Regions from separate parts of the Bombyx mori genome. Here region 1 is linked to region 2. A link is a contact called in public Hi-C data. All regions are on one chromosome and are shown on one strand. The core of a region is the stretch at or near the end of the contact, and the rest is flanking DNA. Distances in the headings are between cores, read along the strand shown.

Region 1 (5,054 bases), core at 1,939-4,438, 170 kb after region 2:
AGATATATTTAGATCAGTATAGGTTACTTTTTATTTCGAAAAAAAAACGTTTCATTCCCACGGGAAACTAACTACACAGACATTTTTCGTTGACCACGCCGACGAATCCGCCGGTAACAGCTAGTATGTATATATTATTTTGAAGTTTCTACTATATTAAACGCTTTTAGTTTTATGTAATTAATTTCTTGAATCTATGGTGGTGTTTGAAGAAAGATTTCAAACAAACGTCTTTTTAAAAATAATTCAATCTCCAGACGCTTAAAAGATCTGGTAAGTTAATAATACCTATTATATAAATATATAGATTTTTTAAATTTATAACACATTTTAATATTGTAAAAAGATTAATTCATTGTAGTTGTATGAACTAGAAGCAAGATCAGAACTAGAAGAAAAGACCAGGTGTTTGGATTTATTAACTACCTGGTACTTGGGTTTTTACCTGAGCAATTGTAATCGAGGTATTGTCCATATTTTTTTGTGTGTTTGGATGGTACGTACATTGTACCTGCAACTCCTACAACAGTCACTTTGAATTAAAAACTATAGAGGAACTTGGGTCGTTTTGGCTCGACTAGTTTTTTTCTTTCTTTCGAATATACATGAAGCTGCGCTTTCAATACATAAGTCCTATTATTGTTAGGTACGTCTCTTGTTACCCTTATTCTACAAGATGGAGTCGGCGCAACATTTCAATGTAGTGTGATTTAAAATAACAACCGACCACTGAACTAATTTTTCTTCTTCTTAATTTTTTCAGTATGGCAATCGACACCTTGTTTTTTTTCTTTCCTACCTATTTTGATTGCTTAAGGGGCTATTTCAACTGCGTGCAGACGGGTAGGTGAGCACACAGGCCCAACCTGAGAGAGTTTGTTAACACTAGAGCAGTGTTTCGCCGAGTCTACCACAGGATCGGAATCGCGAACCCACTGAGAAGATCCGGCGAGAAACTCAGTGGCCTTTGTCTATGGGAGATCTTGCCACGACGTTGTTGCCAGTGTCGAGTTAATGTAGTCTTTTATTATTATTACATACCCACACATACTCTGATAAATGAAAAATGAATTCCCAAATGAATCCCGCAAAAAATTATCGAACTTCTGTCAAACAGTATCGCATTTGATGATGAAGACTGCTTAAACCCGTGCTAATTTGCCACTTTTTTTTATAAAATTATTACTATTTTTTTATCTGTGTTTGTTTTTTGTCCTTCTCTCACGTCGACAAGAAGCAACTGATTGACGTACTTTTTTAAAGTTATAGTTTTAGGTGGGATAGGCTACCTTTTATTCCGAAAAAAATCGCATTCCCACGGGAAACTGTTTTATTAATTGAATTATTGATTCATACTTTTTTATGACCACATGGATGAAGCTGCGGGTAGCTGCTAGTGATAAATAAAGTGTAATATTGCAATTTTGTAAAAAAAATCTTAAGATATTAGAACCAAGTGTGAAAAAAATTGGAATATTTAGGCCATTAAATAGGCCATTAACAAAATACCAGTTTATGTTTGGCTTTAAACCAACCGGGCGAAAATTTAAGTACAGTTGCCTAACAACTGTTTTTGGAGCCCGTCACATTTTAGCGCCGCAAGCCTAAGGATGAAGGGCTTAAACCTAAATCCGCCACATCCTAGCATAGCCTCACTCCATGTATTCCTGTAATTGCATTATGAGAGGGGCAAAGGGTTTCAACGGGAAATGTCCAGCTGCGTAATTATTAAAAAAATGTTGTAATAGCATAAGACCATTGCCAATCCGTACCTACTGGTGATTTTAAGCTACATCATGGTAATTCTGTCACAAAGGTCACAAAGTATTATCCGTTTCGGTATGAAGAATCTCAACCTCATGTCTCAAGAGGAGAGGGTATAACACACTAGGTGAATTGTGTGGAAAAATCTAAAGACAAATAACATAACTTAATAAAGTAGGTAATTAATAAAGAAAAAGATGCACTAATTTACGGCCTTAAATAATAATGTTGGTGTATAATATGGTGGCTACGATATTTACAATGAACACTTTCTAATTTATTAACCAAATGGTACTTTTTCTTGTTTGATTCACTTTGAGTTTTTCTTTAGCTGGCGCCCTCTGTTTTTTGAGACAATATGATAGCACCAAGATTGCAACAAAGGTAGTTTCGAAATGCATCAATAGGTGGACATTTGAAATTTCACATTCTCATCAGTTTTTTAATGGATATTCTCACAACATACAATGTATTCACTACTCGCTCAACGCTAGCATAACTCTCTAGGTTACTAGTTAGGAAAAAAATGAATTCACTGAAAAATATCAGATTTGTTATTCTTTCCCGATTGGTTCGTTTCTAAAAAATTTAACAATCAGAAAATTTATGTCTGTCAGTCCAAAAATAGATGTCACTGTTTTACAGAAACCGTTCTTGCTGTACACGAAATTATTGTTTTTAAACCTCTTTATAATTAATATCTAAATGAATAGTTAGATATTTTTACGTAACTTTTGTAAACATTTTCATTTATTAACCTGTAGAAAATATTTTTTACATATTATAACTTTAAACCACTAAGTGAATCCAACATTTAATTTATTTCATTCAAAAATACGCGCTATTGGAATTGCAAATGCATTGCATTTGTTAGTGCCTAGTATTGTGGTAGCATTACTTATACTTTTAGTATTAATTTGATCAAGCTGTGCGAAATGTTTTATTTTGTTAGTTTAGTAAATCTTAGGCACGATAATAGAAGGTTTTGAATTATTCACATATGTGAAAGTGCATAAGTGTTTTTCAAAAAATCATAATTGGTGGATGTGGGCGTCACGTTCTTTCAAATATGTACTCCTTTGAAATCTTAGTAATTTTTTAGTTACAGTTTTATTTTACCATATCTCATCTATTTAACGGCCGTCTGGTGTAGTGGTAAGTGACATGGTCACTACACAGGGGGGTCGCGGGTTCGAATCCCGCCAAGGGAAGATATTTTATGATAAATATAAATGTCTTTTCCAGGGCTATGGATGTCTATTAAATATATGTATGTGTATAATAAAAATCTTACATTTATATCCGTTATCTGGTACCTGTAACACAAGTTCTTTACGAACTTATCACGGGACCAGTTAACGTGGCGTGATTGTTAGTAAATATTTATTTATATTTATTTATTTATTATTATTTCACTTTTGTTTGATTTCAAATTCAATTTAATTATTCATACAACAGATATGACTTTCATTTACGTTACAAAATAGTTTATGTATGGGCTAAGCTTCCTTTGCTTCTTCAAAGGACGTATTAAACACGAAACAATGAAGTCTGTGCAAGTCTGTGGTTCTTGTTGTAAGTTGTCAAAATGGCACGTCATCAGCAAGATGTTGATGAACTTTTCGATGTAAAAAATGCATTTTATGTTGGAAATTATCAGCAAGCTATTAATGAGGCACAAAGCGTTAGCGTAAGTCATCACTAGAAACTTTCTATAACCATTAAATTATTATGCAAGTGTATAATTAAGCGCTCTTCGGTGGCGGATAAACCGACCATGTTTTTCGATGTAAATCTCCGAAAACAATACATGTTGTGTTTGTAGATTAATATTATACAGATCTACTTAACTTTAATGTAACTTTGGTACCGGAAGGATAACTTAACTTTCGAAATATTATTACAAGAAAATTTTCTCTCGTAGACAGAAATTACACCATAAATTAAAGAGGATATTATAGAATTTACAATTTTTTGCATTGAAAGAATGAAATTATTGATCCTTCTGACATGCCAATAGTAAAATCATCATAGAGCTAAATTTATTGATTTAAACACCTCTTGCAGCCTTCTACACCCCTGGTAGCACTCCAACGCGATGCATTCCTATATCGTTCCTACATTGCCCAGGGTAACTACAGGATAGTGCAACAAGAACTAAAGACTGCAGATCCTATGCTACAGCCATTGAAGAGTTTGGTAGATTACTTACTACCTGATGCCAATAAATCTGCCATTGTTGCTGATATTGATGCTCGAGTATGTAATTATAAAAAGTTACTTATAAAGTATGTTGGTGCTTGTTATTACATTGAAAAAAAAAAGACCAGAACTAATAGAATTTGAGCAGGGAAATATACATGTTAGCTATGGAGTTTTTACTTGTAATTAGAGTTCAAGAGTATTAAATATAGTTATTGTAGATTTTTAATATTGACTTGGCTAAAACAACAAAATCTTAAACTGTACCTATGACATTTTAGGTAGCTAAAGGTACGGAACTGTCCAATGAAATATTCTTGATTGTGGCTGCAACAATTTACTATCATGAAGATAATTATGAAGCTGCATTAAAGTGAGTAGTGTATTACAATAATAAATATTCTCAGATGGATGTAGTGCTAGCACTACAAGTAGGTATAGGGATCTTAGTAAACCTGCTCATTTAACTCATTGAAGAATTTTACGTAAATTGTAACCCATACATCAGCTCACTGAGTTTCTTCGTGGATCTTCTCAGCTGGTCACGATTTTTGTTCAATAGAATAATTGTAGATGCATTATTGAAGCAATTGCCTCTGAACTGATAAGTATCCTGTGGAGGCGCTGGAGCAGCTGTTACCAAATCCCACCTCTCTGTGCTGAGCCTGTTTTCACCCACTATTCTGGTTATACTGAAAATACTTTAAAGCCATTTGTATTCTAAAAAAATATTACATTTAAAACAAATTCTACTACTCATGAGAAAGAACATTTAGGGTAGGTCTAGGTACAATATAATATATACACAATAATACAAATAAAAATATATACACAAAATTGTCTTGAAATATATCCTGACATATGTGTTAAAACTTTCAATTGAGTTAAAAGAATAATAGCTGAATGTAAATTTTATAGAATCCTTCATAATGCTGAATCGCTGGAACTAAGAGCGTTCACACTCCAGTGCCTATTGGCTATGAATAGACCAGACCTTGCACGCAAACAACTGAAGTTGCTGCAGGACATTGAAGATGACGGCACTTTGACGCAGCTAGCACAAGCATGGCTGAATCTAATTCAGGTGA
Region 2 (5,184 bases), core at 2,074-4,573:
TTATTACTGGTGGGGGGACCTCTTGTGAGTCCGCGCGGGTAGATACCACCGCCCTGCCTATTTCTACCGTGAAGCAGTAATGTGTTTTGGTTTGAAGGGTAGGGCAGCCGTAGTAACTATACTGAGATCTTAGAACGTATATCTCAAGGTGGGTGGCGCATTTACGTTGTAGATGTCTAAGGGCTCCAGTCACCACTTAACACGAGGTGGGCTGTGAGCTCGTCCACTCATCTAAGCAATAAAAAAAAATCACGAGTTATGTCTATGGGCTACCACCGTATCGGAAGCGCGACCCACTAAGAAGATCCGGCGATAAACTCAGTGGGCTAAGCAAGCGAAATGCGAAAGTGAGGTTGTTGCGCTGTTGAGATCTATTACACATTGTCAGGACTACAAAAAAAGACATGCTTTTATTCAGATAGTTACGGTGCATTTGGTCATATTCATTGACCGATGTAGGGGTTTTTTTGTTTAAAAGAATGAACGAAGTCAAGGCCCGCCTGGTGTTAAATGGTTACTGGAGCCCATCAACGACTTAAATGTAGCCACTGATCTTACATTACGAGGCTTACTGCTTCACCGCAGAAGTAGGTAGGGTGGTGGTACCTAACCGTACGGGTTCAGAAGACGTCCTACCCACAGTAAAAGGTGTGCTTTATTGCCTAGCTAAAACAAAATATTACTATAGACACCATAGGCGTTTCATTTCAAGGAATGAATGAGTCATTCCTAGTTAAGGATAAGAATTTTCATTTCCTACTAAAACATAATTTGTTTAAAAGGGTACAACGTCAAAACAGTCTTGTTTAATTTTAAGATTATGGTTCTTTTTGCAAACCGTGGTAGGTACATGTTGATAATAATATTCCTTGATACGGCGCGTATTCTAAGGTTTCTCACTGTAGAGCCCTAACCACTGGTGGCTTGTATAGTGGACACTGCCATTAACAGCGATCTTATTAAATAGTGTTTTTTTTTTAAATTGCATTTTTCCCCTTTTTTTTAAATATTCTATAATTAATAAGATTTTAATAACTGTAGTATAATAATAATAAAAACAACGGAGGAGTCACATACAGTTATCTGGATACAACTTCGATTTCCTGTATTTTCAGAACCAGAGACTGATATCCATACTTAATTATGTATGTTAAAATATAATATACACCCAGACAAAGAGTAAATAAACTTGTTCATCATATACAAATGTTTGTCCAATGTGGGAATCCAACCTACAAACCCCAACCCCAGCTCAGCAGTTACACAGTACATGGCTTCTACTCCCAGTCAGAGTAAGATACTTGACTATCATAGTTTAACCATAACATTGTTTCACACTTTCGCGGCTACTCTATCTGTGATTATTCTAAAAATTATTGGATTCTCAGATTCCTTAATTTTGAGTATACAGCTACACACTGTTACGATAAAAAAAAAACTCAAATTCTTACCTGTCAATAATTTCGGTTTCACCTCTTGAATAGTGCCATTCTTTTCTTCTTTGCTCTGTTTAGAAGGAAAATGACCAATGAAAGATTATTTTTTAATAAAATCAAGACATGTAGTAATTTGGTCTGATTCGAAAGATAGGGCGGACACTGTAGAATACTATAGAACTGAGGCTTATAGCTCATGTCTCTAAGTGAGTGTCGACAATTAAGTCAATATTTGTGGGTTCAGATAACTACTTAACACTTTAACATAGATGGGAAAATAAAAAAAATTACAAATGAATTTTTAAATGTAGAATACATTTAAAATACTTTGGTAGGAATAAAATTTTCATAGCATTTTATATGCAGATTATTTGCAATTTAGTTGTAATATTACTGCATTTTAGTATTTGTTTATTCAATATCATCACTGACATAATCACAACTACTCTTAAAGTTTAATCTCACTTTTGTGATTTTCATTTACTTATGTTTACAATTCATAAAAACTGAAGATCCTTCCATATCCTTCCTAGTCTTGGTGGCAAATATTTTGAAAAGAACAATTACTGGCTTTAATTCTCAGTCAATCTCTTTAGGATAATGTTCATTGGTATTCCACTCTGAAAGCAGCCTCTGTCTTTTATGAATTTCCATTACCATTACAAAAGGGAAACCCTAGCTTAGGGTAAATGAATGGGGAACATTTGTTTGTTTATATTTCAATTCTCAACATATTATGTTGCATTGTTGCATATATTTTTACAACAGTTAAATTGAGGAAAGAATACTTGCTGTGTGTCACCTTATGGTACATTTAAAAAATTCAAAATAATTGTATTGAAATTAATGTTATGCTTCGTTTATTTAAACAAGTTTCGATATGAACAAAAAAAATCTAATCATACTGTATAATTGTAAATAAATTCTAAATAAACTTTTGAATCGGTATGCTTGAAAATTCCAGTTTTTTTTTATTGATTCGTTAACAAGTAATCATGTAAACTTATTGTATGACATCATTTTACAGTTCTATTAAATTTCAAATTGAGAGAATTTGTATTATTTCCGTAGTGAAGTGTACAACTGCTAGCATTTTAGGGTATAACATGCTGTGATTTACAACATATCTTCAAGATAAGTTAACTGTTAACGTTACCGACGACACGTTGATGTAGCTTTTGAAGTTTTGCACTAATTTCTTCTCATTCATTTTTAACAACTTGCTCCTCACGCAATGTTGACCCACTTTTAAAGAATAGTTACGATTGAAATATTTATTTTACACAAGTTTAATAGTCTTTCGGATAGAGTAGACAGTTTTTATTGTTTATATAAGGGATAGCCCACATGATTTATCTCTATTTTATGATTATTTGATAACAATCATCATAGTGCACACAAATTTATAGATTAATTTCATTCTATAAAGTTTCTGTCGTAGTAGATTTGTATTTGTGGATTACTAGTTTGTACATTTTAAAGTTCTTAAATAGCACATTTCACGTGAGATTATAACGAGATCTAACACTTTCGAAGAACTATTTGACTTAAAACAGCAATATCAGCAAAGACATAAACTTCAGAAGTTTAGGAGTTTGAAGTGGAGTGACAGATACATAAATATTGCCAAGTACAAAATAAGGAGCGTGTTATGTGTCACAGACCAATTAAAAACTGGATCGTTTCAGTGGGTCGCGATTCCGATCCGGTGGCAGGTTCAGCGAAGCACTGCTCTTCCTAGTAGATGTTACCAGTCTCCCGGCTGAACCTCGTGAGCTCGCCTACACGTTTAGTGAAGCTAGCACAGCCCCTCAAGGCAATAGGTAGGCCAAAAAGTCATTCATTTTTTTTGGGTCTCTACACAAAATCTTATGAGGTACTGGTGAAATAAAAGACTAGGCTTCACCTTTTACAATTCCTTCACTATGCAAATTGAAGATTACTTTAAAAAAAACCAAGACAGTTTCGTTGGCGTGGTTTTTGAAGTTTGTAGGGACATTTCGTCTATAGATGCAACTTGACTACACAATTTTACTTGGATTTTGAAGAGAACCTGTTCTTCATTTCGAAAATAGGGCAAATAGTTTGGGCCTTGTTCCATTTGCTAGCCCAGTAAAATGAATAAATAAAACCAGCTATGGTGAGGGGTTACGACATGAACATAATCTGTGGCTTCATTTAAAAAATCCATAGATTGTGAATGCTCAAAAAAATGGCGATTGTTAAATTTTTGTTGAAAATTTAAAGCACAATCTTTAGGAATTGAGTTTAAATAATAAGTATTTATTGGTGCAGTTGTATTAATTAATTTAACATGGCTGACGCAATGGTAGAACGAAGACCAACACTACGGTTTTTCTGCCACAGGTGTGATATAGAATTTGAAGATGTTTTGCAGGTAAAGATCGATATTTTGTATTGTTTTTGCGACTAAATTTGATTTTCACATTGATCTGTGACGTCGGAGATATCGCTCCGTTTGAAACCATATTTTTCCTATAAAATTTCTAGGAAAACTGCGCAACAGTTTTCTTTTGATGAAATCTATTTCCAATTTTTTTTCACTAATACCGGGTGTTCTGCGTGTCATTTCCGTGAAAACTCTTTTCAAGGGATGTCGGATTACAAAATTTTCTTATTATTACATCATCAATTGATTTACAGTCCTCGAACTTATCTTTTTTAGGAAATTTCCTTTTAATAAGAACAATTTATAAATCTTACTATGTTAGTTCTGATGAGATCTCTGCTATTTGCATACTTTTGGATCCTAACCCAGTTTAATGACCTTAGGAACAACCATTAAACGTGATTTTTAAAGCACATGACCTTCTCTAACCTTTCTGAACTGGTATTTTGTGTTTGTTAAAAACAAATGTGAAAAAATTCAGTATGAATCAGACTAAAAAAATATAATGTTATCCTCCGTCAGGTATTTTGATTTTGAAGTTAGTTTTAATGCAACCTTTCAAATCTGAATGTTAAAATAAATGTTGTGATAGTGCTAATACACTTAATACTTACTTATTTTTTCAAGTAAATATAAAAGTTTTCAATTGATGATGATGATAGTAATAAAGCATTTATATGTACTTCATTTATCTGGCTCACAATACAAGATATAACCAAAATAAAACCTGTTTAATACTCTTAAATATTTTATTGTTTTAAAAATTCAAAAAATCTCATGCTGTGTTCCGTCACAAAACAACCACTATTCTAAAATACTTGAGACTTTGATGTCACTACATAGGTGCACTGCATACTGATTGCTATCGATATGTACCAATTACTGCTTAATGACAATAGTATGTCTGCCCATTTATGCCAGTCAAGGGAGTACAAAAACATATTTTCTGACAAAATAAATGCATTTTAATGTTTCAGGATTATACATGCCCATATTGTGCTAGTGGTTTTATAGAGCAATTGGAGAGTGAAGCGGATGGTGATTTTGACGATGCAGATATGAGCAACTTGGACGATGATGTGAGCACTAGTGATGATACAGATGAGACACAAAACTCTACACAAGTATGACAAATACAATTGATTAGATTGAAATATAGTAAAAAGCATACAGACAGAAATACATGGTAAAATGTAGAAACATTAACATTGGTACACTACTCCAGGTAATAGATTGAAAGAACAGTTCTGATATTTGTAAGAATAACATTATAGGAGTTTGCAATGTGAAAGAAATTGTGTTGAGTAGATATGTTGCAATTTTATATTTTGTTGATAC

What was found. Hi-C and Micro-C count contacts between places; a contact is called where the count stands out from the background.
Region 1: a Hi-C map of middle silk gland shows a contact between it and region 2, with 2.5 times the contacts expected there. The contact joins the promoter of COPE here to the promoter of LOC101739542 in region 2. A contact is called at or near these places in 3 of 7 Hi-C or Micro-C datasets (middle silk gland and whole pupa).

Annotation. Positions count from the first base shown.
Region 1 is chr21:2,007,179-2,012,232 of ASM3026992v2, forward strand. It overlaps COPE (coatomer protein complex subunit epsilon), which reads left to right and starts at 3,189. Exons shown (of 7, transcript NM_001172724.1): 1 at 3,189-3,454; 2 at 3,832-4,023; 3 at 4,248-4,339; 4 at 4,885-5,050. The coding sequence starts at 3,353.
Region 2 is chr21:1,834,878-1,840,061 of ASM3026992v2, forward strand. LOC101739542 (E3 ubiquitin-protein ligase RNF126) reads left to right here and starts at 3,324. Exons shown (of 7, transcript XM_038018525.2): 1 at 3,324-3,834; 2 at 4,824-4,925. The coding sequence starts at 3,751. LOC101738321 (myotubularin-related protein 10-A) reads right to left here and starts at 2,734. Exons shown (of 12, transcript XM_062674613.1): 1 at 2,593-2,734; 2 at 1,452-1,506. The coding sequence starts at 2,646.